Linked DNA regions of Sus scrofa: region 2 is linked to region 1. Evidence: chromatin contacts called from public HiChIP or PLAC-seq data. All regions are on one chromosome and are shown on one strand. Each heading gives the region's core, a stretch centred on a gene start, on an enhancer-like site or on the middle of the called end of the contact. The rest is flanking DNA. Distances are from core to core; before and after follow the strand shown.

Region 1 (5,492 bases), core at 1,027-3,526:
AGTAAAGACTCTTCTGCAGGTTATACCATAATGAGCTCCAGGCATTTAATGAGAGAGACAAGGGCTATTGTTGAAAGTGGTAACCTTCACCATCTAATGTGAAAACGAAATAGGCTTGCTTGCTCTGCAAAATGAGGGACCAATTCAGGACTCTCACAATTGTAGATGCTTTGGTACAGGCAAACTTAAATGTTCTGGGAAAGGAGGAGAGGTTTTTGTTTGGTTGGGGTTTTTTTATAATTAGGTAATGATTTTACCTGCAAGTGGCTGACTCCAGGCTGCAGGCCCCGAAGCTTTAGAAGGCAATGGAATAAAAACAGCATTAAGGAATAAACCACCCAGGAGTTCCCTTTGTGGTGCAGCGGAAACGAATCCGACTAGGAACCATGAGGTTGTGGGTTCGATCCCTGGCCTTGCTCAGTGGGTTAGGGATCCAGCATTGCCATGAGCTGTGGTGTAGGTTGCAGGCACGGCTTGGATCTGGCGTTGCTGTGTCCGTGGTGTAGGCCAGCAGTTGTAGCTCTGATTAGACCCCTAGCCTGGGAACCTCCATATGCCGCAGGTGTGGTCCTGAAAAGACAAAAGACAAAAAAAAAAAAAAAAAAAAAAAAGAATAAACCATCCTAAGGAGCTTGATCTCCTTGATTCTGAGGAGGGGAGAGGTGGCTTCCGTCTCTGTGACAGTGGCTGTCTCAGATAAGGGTCATTGCCTGGCCAAAAAAATATTACCAGCATGAAAGAAAATGTTTTTACCCACTGTTCTTTGTTTTTAGGCTCCCAGAAGTCTCTGGCCTAAGGATTTATGTTAAGGTGTATCATCTCCTCCTTTGATGAGAAGGAGGAAGTGCCAGGATGTAAGCCTGACCTTCCTCCCCAAAGCGCAACCCTCAGGGACTGTCAGCTAGACAGAACGCTGCCTCAGGTCCTGGATCTCACTGCACATTCCTGCCCCACTTGCTGCTCTCTGACTTCCTCTTGAAGTCCCAAGAGACAGAGGGCGGCAGGGGCAGGAAGGGAACCAGCAGGGCCTCCAAGGCCGAAACCCTTTCGATGCCTGAGCCCCAGATGATTTGCCTTGGTAGGTCGGCCTTTCTGGGCAAGAAGAGAGGGAACCTCTCAGCTCTTCCCGAATGTCCCTTTCTGCAACAGGGCAGCACAAAACAAGCCAGATCATTGTGTTCTTGGATATAAATATTGATTCTAGGTGGTGTTAACATTCCGTTCATAAAAGAATGTAACATATTTCTCCCACATCATATTAGACAGATGTGTTGTTTGGCCAAGAGAAGTCCAGAGTGCTGGCTTCTGTGGAAAAAATGTGGACATTTAAATGCATGCAGCTTTGGGAAGTCTAGGGAGCAGTCTCAGAGTAGAAGGCAGGCGCTTCCCCAGTGCCAGCTCTGCCCTCCGCCATCCAGTTTCTCCCTTCCCAGCTGCACACTGCGAGTCACACTGGCATTTCTAATCGCTTGTAATTTAGGAAGATGCTTTCTTAGAATTAGGTCTTGTTTCTCAAGAACCTGGAACTATGAGCATGCGCTGTCTTCAGGAGGCACGGAAGGGCAAGGCTTTCATTTTTTGCTTTCTTCCCCTGGGGGAAGATCTGGGGGGTCCGCTCCTCTGTTTTGTTTTTCACCTTCCACGTGGGAGGGAAGGGCAAAGGCTTTGGACCAGAGGTGGTCCTTCCAAGCATTCCACCCAGGCCTGACCAAGCCCCAAAAGACTGAGATTTGCTGGCTGCCTTGGCAAGGCGAATTCCCCACATTCCACAAGCGCTCTTGAGGGGGACATAGCATTAATGAGAAAGTGGAATTCTTGATGCGGATGCTGCTCCCTCGGTGCCAGTACATTTCACACAGACCGATCCTCGTCCAGCATTTCGTAAGAGAGTGGGAGAGCCCATTTCCAGATGTGTGAGCGCCGCGTTGACAGAGGTGCTGTCAGGAGAGCCACTGCCCTCTGCCGTCCTGGCCCGGAAGCGCCACGACGCTGGGGAAGAACCTGGGGCTTCAGAAAAAACTGGCGGCTGTCAAAATCCGCAGCGGACCCACGCCGGGGCGGAGGGGCCTGCAGCTCCTCGTTCTGCAAACATTGAGTCTGCGAGGGGCTGAATTCTAGCTGAGGCTCGCTGGCTCTCTTTATGTTTTGTGGTTGAGAACGAGCCAGAAATGGAGAGGATTTATAATGAAACCCCGGCCTCCGGCATCATCCGCTGGTGGCGTTCTGAGAAGGCGAGGAGAAGTGGGCTGGCTCCGACCCTTGAACCTGGCCAGCAGGCCCAGGCGAGGCAAACAAAGAGGGCAGCTTGCCCAAGAGGAGACCTCCCGCTGGATAGCAGCCCTGAGGCCACTCCCTCGCCTGGAAATGCGGCTCCTAGAGGCCTTGCTGGCTCCAAAGCTTCCAGCGAGGGGAAGTTGTAACTGCTCCCACTCAGGCCTGCTGGCATCTCCAAGGGGCCTCTAGTCCTGGCACCGCGGAGAGCCTGGCTCAGCTTACAAGCTGAGACCCAGCTGCCGCCCCCTCCACCCCACCACCCACCGCCTGCCAAGACTGCGGCTCAGCAGCAGGCCCAGGGTCAGGCTTGCTGCTGAAGTGTGTGTGTGTGTGTGTGTGTGTGTGAGAGAGAGAGAGAGAGAGAGAGAGATGGTGAAAGATAGGGTGGAGATATTCAGGTGGAGGTCAGAGGGAGGTTGGGGAACCAAATTCCTTGGACAACCTTGCAGTTTTGGAAAAAGACACGAAACAATCAGTTTTTGTTTTTTGGAAGGTTTTTTTTTTTTTTTTTTTTTTGTAAATGGATCTCCTCCCTATTGGGAGAAGAAAAACCCAACCCGCCAAACAAACCCCTCACAACAATGCCCTTCTCTCTCTGGGACCAATTTCCAGACTGCACAGCAGTCCTGACAAGGTCAACAAGCTGGAGCTGTAAGCGGAAGATCTTTATCTATGTGGGAAATAGGAAAATCATTTGACTGATAAAAGGAAATACAATAAATAGCATCTAAATTCCTGGCTGCATTCCCCGGGGCCCCTCCTCTGCTGGAGAAAGTGCGGAGGGGCAGGAATACATGTGCTGCTCCAGCATGTTTAAAAATAGCATACAGCACACAGCCCTTTCTTACCTTCCAGAAAGACTTCATTACCGGATCCTCAGCCCTGAGCCTGCAGAGCTGCTGCCGGCGCTTTCTTCTCCCCGAGCTAGATTTTTCTTTTTTGGAAACGTTAAGGCAGTGCGTGTGATACATTTTACTCACGGGCCAGCTCCTGCTCAGCTAGTTTCAATCTGGGCACGTCTCAAGCTCACGTTGAAAGTCCATTGTATTTAATGGGGTGTTAACTCTGTTTATTCTCTGGGACTTGTGCAGTAATTTTACACTCTGCAAAACTAGCAACTTGAACTTGAAGTGGTGTGCCTCTCTCCCCATCCCCACCCTCATGGACCTCAGTCCCCAGGCACCTTTGGCCTTGACTCCCAGGTTTCCTTCAGCCCAGGTGGCTAAATGAGGTCTGGATGGAGCCAAGAAACCTGGGTTCACAGCCACTGCAGCCACTGGTTAGCATGGGTCTCTTCCTCTCTTGGAGACTCAGTTTTCTCATCCGTAACCTGGGGATTTTAATCCACCCTATATACCTTAACAGGCTGTTGAGATGCAGTAATGTCATAGTGGAAAAACATTCAGCTGAGTTCTGTAAAGACCCTCATTCCATTATTCCAAACTAGGCCACTGTCTGTGTCACTTGCAACATCTCCAGACCATCTCTCCATTAAAACCTGGGTGACTTGGGTAACTGCAAAGCTCACTGATAAGACAGTGTCTTTGCTGTGCTGCTGTAGTTTTCTTTCTTTCCTATGTGTGTGTGTGTCTTTTTAAGGCTGCATCTGTGGCATATGGAAGTTCCCAGGCTAGGGGTCAATCAGAGCTGCTGGCCTACACCAGAGCCACAGCAACACGGGATCTGAGCCGCGTCTGCGACCTACACTGCATCTCAGGGCAACACCAGATCCTTAAACCACCGAGCAAACCCAGGAATCGAACCTGCCTCCTTATGGATACTAGTCAGGTTTGTAACCCACTGGACCACAATGGGAAGTCCTACTGTGGTTTTCGAATTCCATGATTCCTTCTAGGTCTATTTGTGAGCACTCTGCTCTCAGGAAACAGCTTTCTCTACTCTCGCTTTTATTTATTCACAGTGCTTGGCCCTAAAAGGTGCTGAATAAAGAAAAGACTAAATGATCCCCTCTAGCTCTGAATCTCTGGGTCTAGATCAAAATAACTGAACCACATGCAGCTTCTAATAAGCTATTAAGTTCTGTGTGAGCTACATCTTGGATTATCCCACCTGATCTAAAAATTGTATTCTTAAGGACCTTCCAGAGTCCCCACTGCTCAGATACCATCTGGACCTTGGCCCTCTCTCTCTCTCTCTCTCTCTCTCTCTCTCTCCAGGAGCCAGGCTTTCCCTTCTGCATGTCAACAGCTCAGATCTGAATCTCCGGGCCCCTCCTCACTGGAGTTCCTGATCTCTATTTCCAGCTCCCTCGGGCCTTCTCCATCTGGCACTCTGCAGAATCTTCAAACTCAATTTGTCCAAAATTAAATAGTCTCCCCAAACCCACATTTTCTCCTGCATCTGCCAGCTCAGTCAAGAACTCCACTGCCCACTCAAGCTAGAGAACCCGTCATTCTCCATGCCTCTCCCTCGCTTTGCCCCACTCCCCTAACCATCCCCCACCATCCCTCATTCACAGAAACCCCTCTCATTCAGCCATGGAACCCCCTCTGCAGTGGCCCTTCTCACCATCCCCAGGCCCAGCATCTGTAAGATACCAGCACTCGGCTTTTTTCTGGGCTCCCACAATAACTCATTGTTTTGTTTTTCTCTTTTAACTAGTCCTATTGTAGCTCTTCACTAGCTTTAGTACCTCTGGACCCCCAACTGTCCCCTCCCCAGTGCCCCTCTTCTGTCGTGCACACCTCTACAAGAGCAACCTTTCTCAAACGCAAGTCTTAAAACTATCAGAGTTCCTGCTGTGCTGCAGAGGGCTAAGACTCCAACTGCAGCGGCTCGGGTGGCTGTGGAGGCTTGGGTTCAATCCCTGACCTGGTGCAGGGACGTAAAGGATCTGGCATTGCCGCAGCTGCAGCATAGGTTGCAGCTATGGCTCAAATGCAGTTCCTGGCCTGGGAACTTCCATATGCCACAGGTGTGGTCATTAAAAAAAAAAGAAAAATCACTCTATTGTATATTGTTCTGGTAGTGGCTTTTATTTTGTTATCTTATTTAAGCCTTGGGATGATTCTATAAGATAAGCATTATCCTCTCCATGTTACAGGTGAAACTGAGACTTTCTGGGTTAGTGGACCCAAGGCCACGTGGCTGTCACACCTTGCAAACCAGGATTTGAACTTGGGTCTGCCTTATACTGCAAAATCCACACTTGAAAGCGTATAAGGTAGCAGCTCAGTGCCTGTCACGTAACAAGTTAC
Region 2 (5,492 bases), core at 972-3,471, 440 kb before region 1:
TCCAAAGAGAGCTTTGCCTTCCAGAAATTCCAGCTTGGGCTCTGAGGGGATGGTCACAGTCTGGCCAGAGAGTCCTTTGGGTCGAGATCGGTGTGTGTGAGTGACCTAGCGCCCTCCCACGGAAGTAAAAGTCCCTGGGCCCAGCCAGGACTTCAGGTTCTGCCCCGCTGTCCTCCTGCTGACCCTGGTCTTTCTGTTTTGCAGCTCCCTGAGGGCCTCCTTTGACTCCCTGAAGCAGCGTAAGTCCCACCTGTCCCCACCGCAGGCTGCAGGGTGACAGGACCCTCTGGGAACACGGTATCCCCATAGCTGGAGATGGATGGATCCTGGCTGGGAGGGGTTGTTGTGAGGCTGGTGGAGACACCCTGTGGGGTTGGGGCTGGGCTGGTCCAGGTGGGGGCGAGTGTGTGAGCGGCTGGGGCCCATCAAGTCTGATATCAGCAACTGACGTCCTTACTCTGCCCCCAGAAATGGAGAACGTGGGCAGCTCCCACATCCAGCTGGCCCTGGCCCTGCGCGAGGAGCTGCGGAGCCTGGAGGAGTTCCGAGAGAGGCAGAAGGAGCAGAGGAAGAAGGTGAGGCAGTGGAAGTGGTGGGGGAGGGGCTCTCCTCCTGGAAGGTGGGGAGACTGCACTCCAGGCTTGGAACAGGGCCCAGCTCTCAGGCCTGAAAGCCCGACCGTAGGTCTTCCCACTGAGCTATCTTCTACCAAGAAGAGGGAAAGACATTAACATTTTTTTCTGAAAAATTTTTATTGACGTATAGTTGATTTACACAATGTTGTGTTAATTTCTGCTGTGCAGCAAAGTGATTCATTTGTACACACGTAGATATTCTTTTCACATTCTTTTCCATGATGGTTATCACACGATATTGAATACCATTCCCTGTGCTCTACAGTAGGTCCTTGTTGTGATCCATTCTCTGTGTAATGGTTTGCATCTGCTAACCCCGAACTCCCAGTCCTTCCCTCCCTCTTGGCAACCACAAGACTGTTCTCTATATCTGTGAGCCTGTTTTTGTTGTGTAGATATATTGACTTGCGTTGGATTTTAGATTCCACATATAAGGGATACCACATGACATTTGTCTTTCTCTGACTTCTTTCACTTACTATGAGAATCTCTAGTTGCATCCATGTTGCTGCAAGTGGCATTATTTCATTCTTTTTTTTATGGCTGATAGTATTGCATTGCATAGTCATTGGTCATTTTGATTATCCTACTTCCACTAGGCTGTAGAGGGTCCCTGACAGCTTGGGGGTATCCAAAGGAGGGGAGTCACCAGAAACTGGTCCTGAGCTGAAGGATCAGGGTTGTTTATCCGGGAGAAAGGAGGACTTGGGCGAGTCAGTCACGGCGGCCATTCTGCAGGGCTGCCTGAGGCTGAAGGGAACAGAGCTTGCAAGTGGTGGGGGTGCTGAGTTTACCTTAGCATCCAAAAGTGCTTTTCACTCATCTGTAGGGTGTGGCTGTCCCTAGATAGAGGGACCGCATGGAAAGGAAGTGGGAGGGATGCAGCAGAGGTTGGATGGGAGGTGGGCTTGGTGACCTCTGTGTCCCAGGGCCCCCTCCCAAACCTGAGACTCTGACTGGTGGAGCTCGTGGCCCTCTGGGAAGGCAGATGGGCCTCAGTGATGAGGGTGGTGCCTTGGACGGGGGCGGGGAGGCCAGCACACAGATGTACTTCTTGCTTGGAGAGGAAGGATCATTGTAAACTGTCCAAGGAACTGGAATGGAAGAATCCATTCAACGGAGCTGGGAAGGGGAAGAAGGAGATAGTTCATGGCTGGGACTGAGTATCCCGGCCAAGCCACTTCCCCTGTCTGTGCCTCCGTTTCCCTCTTGCAGGATGGGACACTTATGTCCACCTCCCAAGTGTTGGGGACCCAGACCAGAACCAGCCCCCCTCAGTCTTCACAGGCAAGGTGCCAGCTCCAATTAGAGGCTCTTACCACAGAAATTCAGTGTGGCTGCACCCCCTGTCTGCCTATCTAGCTAGTTGGGGTTTCAGCCTTTCAGGATTCTAAATCTGGGTTCCTGAGCAGACTGTGGGTCCCCAAAGCCAGCCACAGAAACTGGCCTGGCCTTGAGGTGCAGGAGCAGAGGCCCTCTCTGGGCTGAAACTTGCCTGGGAAACATCTGCTGTGACCATGAGGCCCCAGGATGGCTATTTTGAGCTTTCCTGTGGCCAGTGAGACTGTGATGTCTACAAATAGCTGTTTTGGACAGTGACACCTTCCGCAGAGTGGCCAGGTCCTCCACAAGCAGAGGAGAGCTATGATGCAGTGTGTGGGGAAGACTGCCTGCATGTGTGTGCACACATGTGCATGTATGGACATGTGTGTGTGCCCAGGAGAACATGGGTGTGTGTGTGTGTGTGCACACCTGTGAACACATGCATGTGTCTTGGTGTGTGTGTGTTGGACCAGGTGGCTTCCTGAGGCCTTGTCGCTGACACAGGCCCCACTGTGACCCCAGGCACAACTTGGCTATAGCCCTGACATGAGGGGTGTCTCATTCCCTCATTTCCAGTCCCTGCCAGGCACATCCTCCATCTGAACGAGGAGCACGGGAGGCAAGGTGGGGGTGCAGAGGCCCCGTGTGCCTGCGTGTGTGGCCATGACTAAATTTGGAGTGTGTGTTCACCTGTGTGCAGAGGCTCATGGCAGGGGGGGTGGCACTTGGGAGAGGTGTGTGAAGGCCTTGTGTGTGCAAGTATGAGCAGTAGGAACCTTTTAGCGTGTACTTCTGCGCATGGGTGGAACTCTGTGCGCATGTGTACACGGAGCATGATGGCTGTATGCGGGTACAGGGGCGCATGCGTGCGTGCAGGCTGGGTGTCCCCAGCTAGAGATGAAGTCTGGACAGGTCAGTAGCGAGAGGCTACGATGGCACATCCGTGCCTCGGGCTCCCCGCTTTCTGCTCTGAGTGCTGGTTGTGAAAGAGCAGGTCCTGGGAGAGGGGGGTCTTGGTGCCACCCCCTTCAGAGCCAGTAGGGGATGCTGGGCCTCATCCCAGGGACACCCGTCCTCTTGGCCTAGGGGAGTGTCCCGAGGCCACAGCCCCACGCTCAGAGCTTCGTGTCCCCCGCAGTTCGAAGCTGTCATGGACCGTGTCCAGAAGAGTAAGCTGTCCCTCTACAAGAAGGCCATGGAGGTGAGTGCCAGGGCCTTGGGCCTGGGGGTGGCAGGGCTCAGGGTGTGGATCCCAGGAGCCCTGGGCGGGCACAAGGGACAGGGCTGGCCTCAGGCCTCTGTCCAGCAACAGGCACAGTGGGGCTGTGCTGGGTCCACCTGCCCTTGGGAGCTCCTCCTGATGGGCAGGTAATTGGTCCCGACAGTGGTCCCCTGGGTCATCCATGCTGGAGCTGGGGACTTGGGGGGATGAAAGGAGTGGGGACCTCTGAACTGTCTCCTAGGACAGAGTAAGGAGGAAAAAAATGGCTCTACAGGAGAGGACGGCATGTGCAGAGGCTGCCCCTGTGACAGTGCAGGGCGTTTTCAGGGCCCTGCTGGTAGTTTGATGTGACCACGCCCCTGAAGAGGCCAGGGCCACAGGCAGGGCTACCCTGTCCCCACTGGGAAGGGGCCTGGGCACACGATGCCCTTCTCCATCTCCATTCTGGACCCCCAGTCCCTGTCTGTGGTGAGGAAGCCCCTGTTCCATCCACACCCCTCAGCGGGTAGAAGAGAGGCTGAGCTCAGAAACCTCCCTCTGGGGCCTCTACGTCATGTGTCTGTGTCCCCGCCCCCCAGTCCAAGAAGACGTATGAGCAGAAGTGCCGGGATGCTGACGACGCGGAGCAGATCTTTGAGCGCATTAGTGCCAATGGGCAACAGAAGCAGGTGGAGAAGGTGCGTTGAGCCACTGAAGTCACCTGGTGTCCCTGGGCTGAGACAGGGCGGGAGTCAGGGCAGGGGTGACACAGACCGTTAAGGCAAGGTGTGCATCTGGAACACGCTGGCTGCTCCCCTCTCTCTGAACCTCCATTTCCCCATCTGTGAAATGGGTTTCCTGGAATCTCAGGGTCTAGATGGCGTCAGCTCGATCCACTTTGCCATGTCCAGGCTGCACTCAAGGTCCTTCCTCGGAGCAGGCCCAGAGCTCACAGGGCCATGAGAGCAGATGCTAACCCTCACATGACCCTTGGGAGAGGGGCTCGGTAGGCCCATGTCACAGAGAGGAAATGGGCCCAGAGAAGGCGAGGAAGCAGCAGAGAAAGCACCCCCACCCGGAGTGGCCAGGCCCCAGCCCTTGTCGGCTCTGACCTCTAGGCCAGAACGGGATGTGGGAGCCTCCCGGGCCTGAGAACGCGTTTGCCCTTGTCCCGGACAGGAAAGCCAAGGCCCAGAGAGGGCAGGGGCCTGCGGGCGAGTTGGTGGCAGCGAGTCAGGACCAGAGCCCAAGCCCCAGGCAGTGGGTTCTGCAGTGGTCGTGGGGCCCCAGGTCGTTTCTTGCTCTAAGTCTCAGCATCTAGTTTTCACATCTGAGCTGCAGGTTTCTGGTTTATTCCTTTTTCATCAGAACCACCCTGTGGGCCCGTGGGGAGAGGCTGGAGTTAAACGAGGGAACTTGCCCATATGTGGCTCCTTAGTGTCCCGCTGGGTGGCCGGGGAGGCTGTGACAGGTCCCCTCTGAGATGCCCAGGGAGGCCGGGGACCCGGGGGCTGGGGCCTCAGCGCTGCTTTTCTGCTGTCTCCTCAGAGCCAGAACAAGGCCAAGCAGTGCAAGGACTCCGCCATGGAGGCAGGTACGTGGAAGGGCCCCTCCTCAGCCCAGGGGGTGGGGTGGCCCCACCACACACGCACATCCTTCACCCCAGGGACACTGTCACTTGCTCATCACTCTCACTTCCACATTTATGTGAGTAAAACAAAAACATTCATTTTCTTGCATTTGCCAGGACGGTTCTTGGTGGTTTGCACGTTTGAACTACTCCACACCACAACAGTGATCCCTGTCTTGATCCCCCTTTTTAACAGATGAGGAAACTCTGGTGGCACAGAGAGGTTAAGTAACTTGCTCAAGGTCACAGAGCGAGGAAGTGGTGATAACTGCAAATAGAAGCCCTCGGCTCCAGGGCCCAGGGCCCGGACAGCCACAGTCGAGGGAGATAGGCTCCCTCTCCTCGCACACACCGCTCTCGTACCCACAGGTGTTCAGATATGCACACAGCCTTCTCAGGGCCTGTCTCCTCTATCTTTCTCCTGATGTCAGAAGCCCCCCACACCTCTTGTCTCTGCTGGCACAATTCCTAGGACAGAGCGTCTCCTTGCTCTCTTTCCCTGGGAAGCTCTCCCTTCTGGTGGCACTGCCTTTCCCAGGACCCAGCTTCTCCCTTGGCTGGGGGACAGAGGTCATGGCCTAAGCCCCCCTGGCTTCCCAGCCCCACAGCTCCTGATGCCCCTTCCATCCCTCCTTGTGTGCTGCCCTCGCTGAGCCTCAGTTTCCCATCTGGAAAGTGAGATGGTGGGAGCTGAGATGGCGAG

What was found. HiChIP or PLAC-seq counts read pairs in DNA pulled down with a chosen protein or histone mark.
Region 2: an H3K27ac HiChIP or PLAC-seq map of skeletal muscle shows a contact between it and region 1. The contact joins two enhancer-like sites. A contact is called at or near these places in 2 of 47 Hi-C or Micro-C datasets (embryonic fibroblasts and skeletal muscle) and 2 of 2 datasets of contacts at active chromatin or transcription factors (alveolar macrophages and skeletal muscle).

Annotation. Positions count from the first base shown.
Region 1 is chr7:57,577,010-57,582,501 of Sscrofa11.1, forward strand. No RefSeq gene overlaps it. Among named protein-coding and RNA genes, the nearest start is that of HMG20A, 76 kb to the left of the region's middle. Within about 2 kb of position 2,277, at least 64 of the 83 cell types and tissues checked have an H3K27ac peak or open chromatin away from gene starts, as enhancers often do. A contact at or near this core is called in skeletal muscle, where this site is marked.
Region 2 is chr7:57,135,165-57,140,656 of Sscrofa11.1, forward strand. PSTPIP1 (proline-serine-threonine phosphatase interacting protein 1) reads left to right here. Exons shown (of 15, transcript NM_001244186.1): 4 at 205-239; 5 at 469-575; 6 at 3,097-3,159; 7 at 3,759-3,857; 8 at 4,708-4,753. Among named protein-coding and RNA genes, the nearest start is that of PSTPIP1, 35 kb to the left of the region's middle. Within about 2 kb of position 2,222, at least 3 of the 83 cell types and tissues checked have an H3K27ac peak or open chromatin away from gene starts, as enhancers often do. A contact at or near this core is called in skeletal muscle, where this site is marked.